Regions from separate parts of the Mus musculus genome. Here region 1 is linked to region 2. A link is a contact called in public HiCAR-type data. All regions are on one chromosome and are shown on one strand. The core of a region is the stretch at or near the end of the contact, and the rest is flanking DNA. Distances in the headings are between cores, read along the strand shown.

Region 1 (6,290 bases), core at 754-3,253, 80 kb after region 2:
TTTATTGGCTAAGCCTCCAGGCCTTTAGGTACCTCATTAAAATGGAGATCTATCTTGAGGCTATGTGACCTGTCCTCACGTCTGCTACCTATGGAAGGGCTTGGGGCATTGCCCTTATGTGACTGATGACCACAAACTATGGAGAGCTGTGGCCTAGTGCCAGGAGCCTGGTGTCCAGGAGGGTGGCAAAACGCCTACCGTCCCTTGTAGGGTTATCCCCTACAGGGTCACCGGGGTTTCAAACCTTAGCTCAGCCAGAGACGAGGTTGCCTTTCATGTTCCTATATGATTTATCCATAAAATCCTCCTATGTACTAAAAATATATTATACATTTTACATTTTATGAATGCATATAACATTTTATGTAATATAAACATGTTATTAAAATGCAGTGAAATGTGTATTACATCCCATGCAGTAATAGCATCACACTGTGGGAGGGCTTCTGTGGGCTGAAGTGCTGATGTCCAAAGACAGTATGTGGGCCTTTTCCTTCTCTTACAGAAAGGACGGTGCCCCCAAGCCTCAGTGTGCCTAGTGCTCATGTTTATTAGTAAATGTGGGCTTATATGGCAAGGGTTCGTGAAAAGTATTTATATGGCATGCAGTTGCTAAAATCATTTTAAGAAAAATAAAAATCAAATGAGATTTGTCAATTCCTTGACTTATATTTTATTCTTCATTAAAAGTTAAAAATTGTTAGTTTTTTAAGACTTGGAGTGCATGGGAGCCATCATGGGGTATGGAACAGTTTTTACAATTCTGTGCCTATATAGAGCTAGAGAGATGGTTCAGCTATTAAGAGCACTAGCTGCTCTTCCGGAGGACCAGGTTCAATTCCCAGCACACACAATGTCTATAACTCCAATTCCAGGGGATATGATATTCTTACATAGACATATATGTAGGCAAAACACCAATGTATGTGAAATAAAAGTAAAGAAATCTTTAAAAACAAGGAGCAATTCTGTGCCTATAGATCTGTAGAAACAGTTCTGGAGGGCCTGAGGACATAGGCTTCCCAGGAAAAAACCCGCCCCTATGGTTTAATAGAAGCTAATTGGCGCCCTTAGTAGGCAAGAAGTGTTGTCTTGTGACATCACCAGTGACTCTTACAGGTACACAGCCTTCTAAACTGCCCGGCCCTGGAGAGATTCGCCCAGCTGATTGAGCAGAGGGCTGTGGACATGGCCCTGTATGTGGTGGAACAAGAAGACAGGTGAGGGGTCAGGTCAGGTCAGGTCGTGCTCAGTCTGTGGCAGAGGTGCATGCTTTTGTGCTTGCATGCCTTGGGGCCGGGCAGTATCAGCTCTCAGCTGGCACCTCTGTGTGAAGAGGGGAAAACCCTTTCTGCTAGCCTACCCTCAGGCCTCTGCTCTTACTGGGGTAGGAACCTGTATCTCTGTCCCTGTTACACAGAGTCCAGAGTGTCAGAGTGTCAGACTCTTGTTTTACCTTTCAAAAGACAGAGGTGGAGGGAGTGGAAGCAGGAGGAGCCATGCTACAGTCTTGTTGGTCTTGGTTCAGTTTACAAATAATTCCCTGTTCTCACTGCCTGGGAGGCATCTTTTGCTGCTGTGCAGGGTTTACAGAGCCCTCCTTTAATCCCTGTCACTGCTTGACAGAGAGAAGCACTGGGCTGAGAGAGACTGGCTACTTTTCCTGGGCTCATTTGGCAGGTGCCAGAGCGAAGACTTGGTCCCAGATCCTCTGACCAGTTTGCTGCATCTTGCTGGTCCTTGTGATTCCATTCTGGAACGCCCATTGCTTTTCTTTTAATGATTAAGAACATCCAGTTTGCACTAAGAATAGGTGGAAACAGTCAGGCCAAAGTGAAGGGATAATCCGGGACTATTGGCGGGAGGGGAACAGTTAATGTTTCAAGAATTAACAGGGTCGGTTGTGTAAGAAAAGAGCCCCTGGTCGAGTTGGCTTGGAGTCAGTCAGCATGCCTGCCTGTGTGCTAGTCTTGGGCATGCAGAAGTGCTCCAGCCAAACCACTCACTGTCCTCCCTCCTGCCAGTCCACACATAAACGTGCTCAGTAAATACCTCAGGCTCTGTGGGCCGTGCCTGGTCTGTCGCAGCTTCATTCTTATGCATCGTGAAGCAGCTATGGGTAATATGCACACGAACTGGCAAGTGTATGTTCTAGTAAAACTTCATGAGAACAGGCAGGCAGCTTGTATCTAGCCACTGCAGCACTCTTTCTGCTCCGCTGGTCGTTCTACTTATATCAGTTTCACAAAACTGATGTGTTCTTCAAGGACAAATGGTACAACGTCACAGTGCAGCCTGGGTTGTCTGGCCTGTGTACCTGGCAAGCACAGGCCACATGCAGTGGCTGCCCCTGCCCCCTTCGGCCATTGCTTACCATTCCTTCAGCTATGAAGGTGGCAATTTCCACAACAGACTCACACCAATCATGCCAGCCTCCTCTCCCTTGTACAATTAAGTATTTAGAATCCTAAGAGTAGTAGGTTGTGTTTTAGTTGGGGGGGTCTTCCTCCCCCAGTAGAAGTGTGAGGCACAGCTACAGTACGTCTTTTGTCACTTGGCAGCCTTTCTCTGCTGTGCTCCTCACCCTGAGAGTTGAGTTACCGTCACTGCGACGAGATGACCCAGATGAAAAGGGATGGGAGCTGAACAGGACTAAAGAAGAGTCCTTACGGCTCAGCTCCAGAAGTTAGAGGTGGCTGGAGGCCCAGGCAGCGGGTGCGCCTCCTTCCCACTGCTTTGCCTTTGTAGACTTCTGAATCTTGTTCCCTCTACCCTTCCCAGCTCTGCCTTTTGATTCCTCAAGGTGTAGTTTGTTTGTTTGTTTACATTTATTTATTGTGCATGTTCACATGCATGTGTAGGATGTGTGCACATGCATGCATATGATGTATACAGATGTGGATGGGCTTCCTTCCACTACGTAGATTCCCCATTTCTAACAGGCTTAGAAGTAAGTGACTTTACTCTCTGGGCCATATCTCCAGCCCAGGGCCCACTTCCTTGTAACTCCCTGAGTGTCTCCATCTCGGCTGCATTCATGGTAGGGGTATATATATATATATATATATATATATCCTGATGTTTTTGTTGGAAGTCTTTGTTTACAGAGAACCCTCAAACTTGATACCATTTCTCCCCCTGCCCTTGCTGTGCCCCCTGCGTCACTTGTCTTTTCTTCGCCTCCTCTGACTGGGCTCCTGAGGTCCTAGGAGGCAGAGCTGACCCCTCTCCTGAGCACTGAGTTCCTGCTGGGTACTTGAATGTTATTCCCGCTTCACAGGGAAAGTATCCAGATGGCAGTGGGCCCATTCCTACACATCCTGGAAGGAAACCTGCTCAAAACTGTGGACCCTACCACCGCACCCAGCAAGACCAGGTACCCAGCACAGTGAATGCTTATGAGAGCTGTGGGGGCCTCTGGCTGCAGGGAGGGACCAAGGGTAAGCGTCAAGAACAAGGCTGTGGGTGGCTGGTGCTTACAAGGCCATATACTCCCAAGCAGGTCACAACCTTTTACCTTTCTTCCTGCTGTGGCTTTGCTTGAATGTTTTTATTTTAATGTCTCAAAATTATTTTTCTTTTCTTTTTAAAAAACTAACTGGGGCTGGTGAGATGGCTCAGTGGTTAAGAGCACCGACTGCTCTTCCAAAGGTCCCGAGTTCAAATCCCAGCAACCACATGGTGGCTCACAACCATCTGTAACAAAATCTGATGCCCTCTTCTGGAGTGTCTGAAGACAGCTACAGTGTACTTACATATAATAAATAAATGAAATGAATCTTAAAAAAAAAAAAAAACTTAACTGGATGTATGCCAAGTACATTAGTATCACACTGGTCTGATATTTTGATAGTCCAAAACAATGATGACTTGGTTTGAATCTTTCATTTGGTGTACAGAAAGTATGATCACTGTACCTTTTAAAACATTGGAAACAGCTTATGGGCTTGTATCCCCACTTTCACAGGCTAGGGACCTGGATTTGGAATGTCATGTGTCCTGGGAACTAGCTTCACAAATTGTGGTTTGCCAACAGTGTCGTAACCTGGAGACTTGTTTAAGTCTTAGGCTCCTCTCTGTCATGTTCAAGCAGAGCCTACATTTTAATTAGATGTTCCTTAATATTCAGTACTGCCAGGACGTGAAGAGAGGGGAGGGCTCGAGATAATACAGCTAAAAGCCTGCAGTGGGTGCGAGAGGTGCAGGGAGCTGAGTTCCTAGGGGTAAAACAGGCCTGGAACTTGGAGCAGCATTTCCTTTTTTCCTTTTTTAAAAAAGAATATTTATTTATTTATTTTGTGCATGTGAGTACACTGTAGCTGTCTTCAGACACACCAGAAGAGGGCATCAGATCCCATTATAGATAGTTGCAAACTACCATGTGGTTGCTGGGAATTGAACTCAGAACCTCTGGAAGAGCAGTCAGTGCTCTTACCCACGGAGTCATCTTTCCAACCCCAGCATTTCTAACAGTGAAGCCGTGCCTGTCCGTCTCTGGCCATCACACACGCCTGCATGGCATCTCCTACACCTTTTGCTCCTTGCCGCTCTCCCCCTTGTGCTGGTCTCCTAGCTTGAGAGTCAGTAAAGTGCTGGACCATGCTGAGGAGAGAAATGTTGGCATCAAACAGATACCATAAAATGGCTTCTTAAATTACTGGCTAAGGCTGCCTGAGACATGTGTTAAAGACCAAGCAGCTTAATATATGTTTGAAACTAATTAAAATTTCCAAACCTGCAAGGAGCGGGAGTGACCCTCCTACACTCACGTAGCCAAGAGTAGGAAGAACATCAGTCATGGGATGGCAGGACCCAGAGGAAGTAGAGAGGTAGGCCACACGTTTCTCACCAGGGGAGGAATAAGTGAGTGGGCAGGAAGGCAGAAGCGAAGAGAGTTGTTCCAGGGGTCGTTCTTCTCCGTGAGACGTGAGAGTGGGAACAGGCTGTTCACCATCTGCTCCAGAGGAGTTTTAAACCAGCTCAGCTGACTGCTAGCTGCCCCTTGCTTCTGCTGTTATTCTCTCAGAGGAGACAGGCAATGCCTTGGCCTCCTGGTATCCTGATCCCAAGGCCAGCAATTGTAGAGAATCATTTCCTTCTTGCAGAAAGATGTACCTCTATGCAACACATGATGTAACCCTCCTGCCTATGCTGTTGGCCTTGGGGATTTTTGACCAAAAATGGCCCCCATTTGCTGTTGACCTGACCATGGAACTCTACCAGCACCAAGAATCTAAGGAGTGGTTTGTGCAACTCTTTTACAATGGGAAGGTAAGATCTCTGAGGCGGGAGTGGGTGGTTTAGTGTCAGATGTCTCTTCTCAAGCCCAATAGAGTTCTGAGTGGTAGCTTTGACTGTCTGAATTCTATGAGCGTAGGGCAGTGTCGGCCTGTGGTAGCAAAGTACAACATGGCCACATCTCAGTTCTATTATAGATCTCTTAGAAATAGGGCTATTCTCCAGCTCTCCTGAGTGTGTCTGCCAGGCTGTACCTTCTCACTGTGAGGCCTGTTTTAGGAAGTCACAGAGGTGTCTTGGTGCCCTGGCTAACCCAGCATTATTGATGTCTAGGAGAGGAACTGTGTACTCTGCAGGGGTGGGACTATTAGCTCTTTCAGCTCAAGGCCAGAACTCTGCTAAGGCCTCTCATCTAGTCAGTCAGGATGCAATGCTTTTTAGTCTGGAAACTTGGGTCTTCCTGGCTGTTACATGTGTGCTCATCCATACTGTGTGGCTGAGCCTCTGGGCTCAACTAAGGGCAGAGGGTGGAGCTCTCTACAGACCTGCTGACTTCTGTTTCTTTTCCAGGAGCAGGTACCAAGGGGCTGCCCCGACAAGCTCTGTCCACTGGACAAGTTCTTGAACACCATGTCAGTTTACTCTGTAAGCCCAGAAAAATACCGAACACTCTGCTCCAAAACACGAATAGTAGAACTTGGAGAGTGACTTGTTTACACAGACAAGTTGATTTTTAAATAAAGTGCCTTTATATAAAAGAGCATCATGTTGAGATCAAAGGGGGGAGGTCTCTACATGATTTTTATTTTATGTCTGAATGTTTTGCCTGTGTGTAAAATCTGTGTACTGCTTACATGACTGGTGCCCTACAGAATCCAGAAGAGGGTATTAGATACCCTGGAACAGGAATTAGTTAGAGATGGTAGTGAGCTGCTTTGTGGATGCTGGAAGCCAAACTTCCCCTGGAACAATAGCCAGTGCTGGTAACCACTGAGCCACTTCTCCAGCCTCATGACAAAGGTCAAAGCATTGGTGTGAGCCTAGGGAATTGT
Region 2 (6,325 bases), core at 2,146-4,645:
ATTGAGAAAAGTACTAGAAGGGACCTGGTTAGAGAGATATCCTCAAGCCTGGGCAGAGACTGGAGGTATGGGAGAGTCAAGGTGCCCCCCCCCATCGTTGTGACGCTAAAAACTGGTGGGACTCCTATCGGGATATGACAATACCCCATGAGCAAAGAGGCCCGAGAGGGCATCAGACATCACATTCAAAGGCTCTTAGAACTAGGTGTTTTTGTCCCTTGTCAGTCTCCCTGGAATACTCCGTTGCTACCAGTTAAAAAGCCAGGCACTAATGATTATCGGCCAGTACAAGACTTAAGAGAAGTAAACAAAAGAGTACAAGATATTCATCCTACTGTCCCTAACCCCTACAATCTACTCAGCTCTCTCCACCCTGACAGACAATGGTATACGGTACTGGACCTGAAGGAAACATTCTTCTGCCTAAAACTACATCCCATGAGTCAGGTAATCTTTGCTTTCGAGTGGAGAGACCCAGATTCAGGACAGGCTGGACAACTAACTTGGATACGTTTGCCTCAAGGATTCAAGAACTCTCCTACTCTCTTTGATGAGGCCCTCCACCGAGACTTGGCGCCATTCAGGTCAGAAAACCCCCAAATTTCTCTCCTTCAGTATTGTTGATGACCTGCTTCTTGCTGCCACCACCAAGCAAGAGTGCAGACTGGGAACTAAGAAATTACTAGTGGAATTGAGCAAGTTGGGATACAAGGCATCCGCTAAGAAAGCCCAGATTTGCCAGACAGAAGTAACCTATTTGGGTTATACTCTCAGGGGAGGGAAACAGTGGTTGACAGAAGCTCGGAAAAAGACTGTGACTCAAATCCCCATTCCAACAACCTCGAAGCAGGTGAGGGAATTTCTGGGCACGACTGGGTTTGTAGGCTCTGGATCTCAAGCTTTGCCACTCTGGCAGCCCCACTCTACCCCCTTACTAAAGAGACTGGTACTTTCTCATGGACCCCCATACACCAGGAGGCTTTTAAAGAGATTAAAATGGCCTTGCTTAGTGCACCAGCCCTAGCCCTGCTGGACTTGACTAAGCCTTTCACTCTCTATGTAGACGAAAGAGCAGGAATAGTGAGAGGGGTCCCTGACCCAAGCTCTGGGGCCATAGAAACGACCTGTGGCCTACTTGTCAAAAAAATTAGACCCAGTGGCCAGTGGGTGGCCATCTTGCTTAAAAGCTATCACTGCTGTGGCACTACTTCTCAAAGATGCTGACAAACTGACTCTAGGTCAACGAACTATAGTAGTAGCCCCCCATGCCTTAGAAAGCATCGTTAGACAACCGCCTGATCGCTGGATGACTAATGCTCACATGACCCATTATCAGAGCCTCTTACTGACTGAGAGAGTGCAGTTTGCACCCCCTGCTGTCCTAAATCCTGCCACCTTGCTGCCAGAAGCCAACAACTCCCTACCAGTACACCAGTGTATGGACATCCTGGCAGAAGAAACCGGAACTAGGAAAGACCTCACTGACCAGCCATGGCCAGGCTGCCCCAACTGGTGCACGTAGGGTAGCAGCTTTTTGGTTAAAGGAAAGCAAAAAGCAGAGGCAGCAGTGGTCAACGGAAAACAAACCATCTGGGCCAGCAGCTTGCCTAAAGAGACGACAGCCCAGAGAGCAGAGCTAATCACACGCACCCAAGCCTTGAGGCTGGCAGAAGAGAAGAACATCAATATCTACACAGACAGCAGGTATGCTTTCACCACCGCTCACATACAAGGGACAATCTATAGGCAAAGGGGACTACTCACATTTGCTGGGAAAGATATTAAAAATAAAGAAGAAATCTTGAGCCTATTAGAAGCCATACACTTGCCAAAATAACTGGCCATCATACATTACCCTGGTCACCAGAAAGGCCATGATACAATAGCAAAGGGAAATCAGATGGCTGACCTGGCTGTCAAACAGGCGGCCCAAAGAGCTAAGATCCTCATAGCTAGAGAGAAAAATAAAGAACTTAAAAACCATTATGAACTCAAAGACACAGGCTTTGACTATACTTCAGAAGATCAGGAACTAACAGGCAAAATACCTGAGATATGTAGGTACACTCTCCAGGGAGTGGCTAAGACCCAAGATGGTTGCTCCGTCCTGCCCACCAGAGAAGGGCAACAATATGTAGCCAATCTACACTGGCTCACGCACTTGGGAACTAAGAAGCTCAAAGAAATTGTTAAGAACTCAAACTACTATGTTATAAAACTGTTCGACGTTGCCCAGAAGATTGTTAATAAATGCCAAGTCTGTGCTGTCACCAATGTCGGGTACCACAAGAACGCCCCCGGAAGGTGGCTAAGAAGTAACCGGCCAGGGGTATACTAGAAAGTAGATGTTACTAAAGTTAAACCAGCCAAGTACAGTAGTAAATATCTATTAGGTTTTATAGACACTTTTTCAGAGTGGGTCAAAGCCTTCCCCACTAAGAAGGAGACCACCAATGTCGTGACAAAGAAGATATTAAAGGAAAATTTCCCAAGATTCAGCATCCCTAAAGTACTTTCATCAGACAATGGCCCCTCCTTCATTACTCAGGTAAGCCAAGGGTTAGCCAGACAATTGGGGGATAGATTAGAAGTTACATTGTGTTTATAGACCCCAGAGTTCAGGACAGGTAGAGCAGGTAAATAGAACATTAAAAGAAATCTTAACTAAATTGGCTTTAGAGACCGGCAGAAAAGATTGGACAGCTCTCCTTCCCTTCGCCTTGTTCCAAGTACAGAACACCCCAGGAAAATTTAAACTTACACCCTTTGAACTCCTCCGTGGGGGACCGCCCCCCTTAACAGAAGCAGGAGAATGTTTGACCTTGATGTTCCTTTTTTCCCAACCCCTGCTAGCTCTCTTAAAGGCCCTAGAACTGGTCAGAAAAAACTCCTGGGAATTGCTGAAAAAACATACGAACCAGGAACGACCGTGGTGCCACATTAATTTCACATAGGAGATCCTGTCCTGGTCTGGCACCACCATTCTAACAACCTTGAACCCAGATGGAAGGGACCCTACCTGGTGCTTCCGACAAGTCCCGCTGCTCCTCGGGCATGCGCCCCGGCTCCCCCTCCTGGCCCTGCTGTGGCCCACTGGCATGGCCTTGCTCACACTCACCAGGCACGGCACAGGAACCTCCTCCCTCCCTCCTACCACTGAGGAGAGACTCTCTAGTCATATTCAAGGGGCTTCTGAGGCTCTCAATGTTACATATCCTAAAGTTGCGACCTCATGTTGGCTTTGTTTGACAACTGGGCCAGAGTTTTAATTTTCCTAGTTCTAAGATTAGAACTATGTACTAGAAGGAGTGGGGAATGTGAGACCCCGACTTAGAGCGTTTCTCCCTGGAAGGTAAAGCCCCTGGATGTTCCCCAAGCTTGTTTTCCCTGATCTCTAAAAATACAGCCAGAAAGAAGCTCTTTGTTCTCTATAGCCAGCAAAAAGCCTTTTTGTTTCTATACTGTACAACCAGAGATGCCTGCCTTCCTGTGCTGAGGACATGGAGATAAAAATTCAGAAAGAACTCACTCCCCACTCCTGCCTTATAAATTTCACCAAGGACACTCTGAAGAGAAGAACTCCTCCCAACTCTCCTCCCAACTCCTCAGCTGGCTGTTAAAAGCCCCCTACTGTCACTGCTCTGGGTCAAACTCCCCTGCCCTGTACTGTGGAGGGACTTCGTCCTCAGCTAGCTGATAATAAAACCTCTTGCAGTTTGCATCAGGTGTGTTTTTCTCTCGAGATGTTGGGGTGTTGGCCAGCTCATCCTGGGACTTGAGCTGAGGCCTAGCATCTGGGGTCTTACAGAATCATCTTATGAGAGCACTAATACAGCTCTCTGTGGCCATAGAGCCAAACAAAGCTCAGAGCAGCCTCAGCAGGGCTTGTGTGACTTTCTTTTGTCTTACAAACGGTGCCTAAGGAAGCTCTTGAAACTTGGTGCCTAGGAAGCTCTTGAAACTTGCCTCTCACTGCCTCCAGGGAAATTTTGTTTTAGCTAAACGAACACTGTTGCAGATCTATCCAGAAGTTGTTCTAAATAAAGTTCTAATTCAAAGTTTATAGAAGGGTCAATCAGACTGTAGAACTTATAAAGGCATTACAATCTGGCTTGCCTACTTCATGTAAGGTTATTATAGGTTTGAAGGCTCGGGTTTTTTTTTTCCCTTGCATGATAATGGGTTTGCTTCTAGTGAACTGGTAATCACTGGAAAGTTTTGCCTCTAGGTATGGCTAATATAGCTTTACATTATGTAAGAAAAATTTTTATTGTCTCTGCTTCTATACAAGAAGCTAAGAGTTTAAATCTTTCAGTGTATATTGTTTCCTAAGTGAAAAGTATTTTATTAACTAATGCTTCTCAAGGGAAGTTTACCTTAAATCCTTGCTCTCACCCAAAAGATTCAGAGACAATATCTTTTTATTACTTAGGGTTTTAGTTTACTACATAAGGTTTTACAAAAATTAAAGAAAGCTTTTATAATTGTTATTAATTATATTCATTAGTAATTAAATATTAGCTGTGCCCAAAACAATTCCTTGGCCAGAAAAATCATTGTAAAGTCATTTTTCTCATCCTCCCAGCTGATCATTGGCCCATGTGGGCCCAGCTAGCTGCTGGCTGCTGTGGGGCGGGGCCTTGAGACACACAGTTTCCCCCTGTTTCAGCACAAATAATCTAGTTGTGTGCTGTAGATGGTGTTTTAAAATGCTAAACAATCAAACCTTAATTTGTATATTAGTAGTCAATGCTATATTTCAGAGCTCACAATTGCTTAAGATTGTTCGTCCCTCAGATACTATTAATTCTCAAATTTACAATTGCTTATGCATATACAACTCATAAAAAATAATGCTGTCCTTTTAAGAAGGCAATTTTTAGACATTTATTAAATTGTCCTAATTGCCTGGACATTTTAAAACAATGCCAGGATAAATTTATATCTCAGACAGTCTATAGGTCGTCCATATAAAATAGATTGGATATATAACCTCATTCTTTATATATTCATAACAGTTATGGTTTAAGATAATATTTTAGTATTCTTAAAAATTATGTATGTATAGTTCTTTCCTTTTAGTGTCCTCAGTTACTACTTGTTTCCACATAATAGTATTAATTCTTGAGGACTTTTACTTAATAATTTGCTACAAATAAATGCTCTTATTTCTAGTTAATAAATAAATAAATTATGCACATGTGACTCTTAATAACTTTTCAAGCTTTCTAGTTACAACCGCTCCTTAAGAGAAATGATTGAAAATGCAATTAGTCACTGCCCCTTTACAGCCAAGTATTTAAAATGTTTTGTCAACAAGTTATTAATTCAAAGGATTAGATATTGTGAAACTTAAAAACTTTAACTTCTTAAAAGACAAAAAAGGGAGAAATTGTATTCCCTGTATTTAGTGCATTCCCATGCACACTATTTAAATCATATCTGTATTTTCAAATTTTAAAATTTAATTGTCAAAGAATTTAATAAATGCTTTATAGTATCTTAAAAGAATCTATTTATTGGCTTATAGATTGATCCTAAACAGCTGCCTTATTAGGGAAGGGAAAATCAGGTTCTCTCCACAGAACACCGCAGAAGCATGATGGTTAATTTGTGTGATGAGCTGGCAGGTAAGTTGACTCAGTGCCCTGATTGAAATGCCTAAGAAACTAAATTAGATTCATGTTTTAGATCCATCTTTGCTTACCATTTTTCCAGTTTAGACTAGCTTCTAGCCTTTTAACTTTATGGCAAAAGAACATCAGAGACTGTATATTCTGACTTAGTAAGATTAGTCATTTAATAGAGTCATAATGATTTTTCTCTTTTCTTCAGTGTGACCAGTCATTCTAACTCAATCTTAGACTGGTCTAATATTTAGTCCAATATTAGAGATTCCTATTGTAGATAACTATATTCTTAATTACCTAGCAAAGTTAATTCAGAGCACATCCCCCACTTCCAGAGAGTCTCTGGCCTTTTTACTAATTCTAAAACCAGCCCAGAGACTGAGCTTGAGCCTTGCTAATTTGCAACTGAAAAAAGTACCTGGACTTCCCCAAAAGAAGCTTTGTGATGTTACTCTTCACTGTCTAAGATTTTGTCTTTCAAGCAGGTCAATCAACACCTTCAGCCGGACTGCAGTGGACGTACATCCCTGGCCCCTAGAGCATGCTAGAGGCAGCTGTTATTTTCATTCTAAAGACATATTGTGGCTTTTGGTCTGACTTTAAATTTAAGTTTACTACGAGGGCTAGAAAGGCAGATATTTCAAATATGAGAAGAGATTGGTTTTTATTCTGATAGACAGGCTTAGTCCCTTAGC

Evidence for each region. HiCAR-type assays count read pairs that join an accessible place to other places.
Region 1: a HiCAR-type map of kidney shows a contact between it and region 2, with 4 times the contacts expected there. The contact joins the enhancer-like site here to the promoter of 4930573H18Rik in region 2. A contact is called at or near these places in 4 of 39 promoter capture datasets (embryonic stem cells, hippocampal neurons and liver), 5 of 15 datasets of contacts at CTCF or cohesin (CD8 T cells, the G1E-ER4 cell line, large pre-B cells and 2 more), 125 of 484 Hi-C or Micro-C datasets (the 63-12 cell line, 8-cell embryo, the AML12 cell line and 76 more), 11 of 115 datasets of contacts at active chromatin or transcription factors (astrocytes, bone marrow-derived dendritic cells, embryonic stem cells and 5 more) and 3 of 9 other capture datasets (adipose tissue, liver and pancreatic islet).

What each region holds. Positions count from the first base shown.
Region 1 is chr3:97,170,523-97,176,812 of GRCm38.p6, forward strand. It overlaps Acp6 (acid phosphatase 6, lysophosphatidic), which reads left to right. Exons shown (of 10, transcript NM_019800.4): 7 at 1,120-1,220; 8 at 3,281-3,376; 9 at 5,106-5,271; 10 at 5,809-6,054. The coding sequence ends at 5,946. Among named protein-coding and RNA genes, the nearest start is that of Acp6, 15 kb to the left of the region's middle. Within about 2 kb of position 2,004, at least 13 of the 459 cell types and tissues checked have an H3K27ac peak or open chromatin away from gene starts, as enhancers often do. A contact at or near this core is called in adipose tissue, astrocytes, cortical glia and 1 more, where this site is marked.
Region 2 is chr3:97,089,390-97,095,714 of GRCm38.p6, forward strand. 4930573H18Rik (RIKEN cDNA 4930573H18 gene) reads right to left here and starts at 3,396. Exons shown (of 4, transcript NR_152120.1): 1 at 3,020-3,396.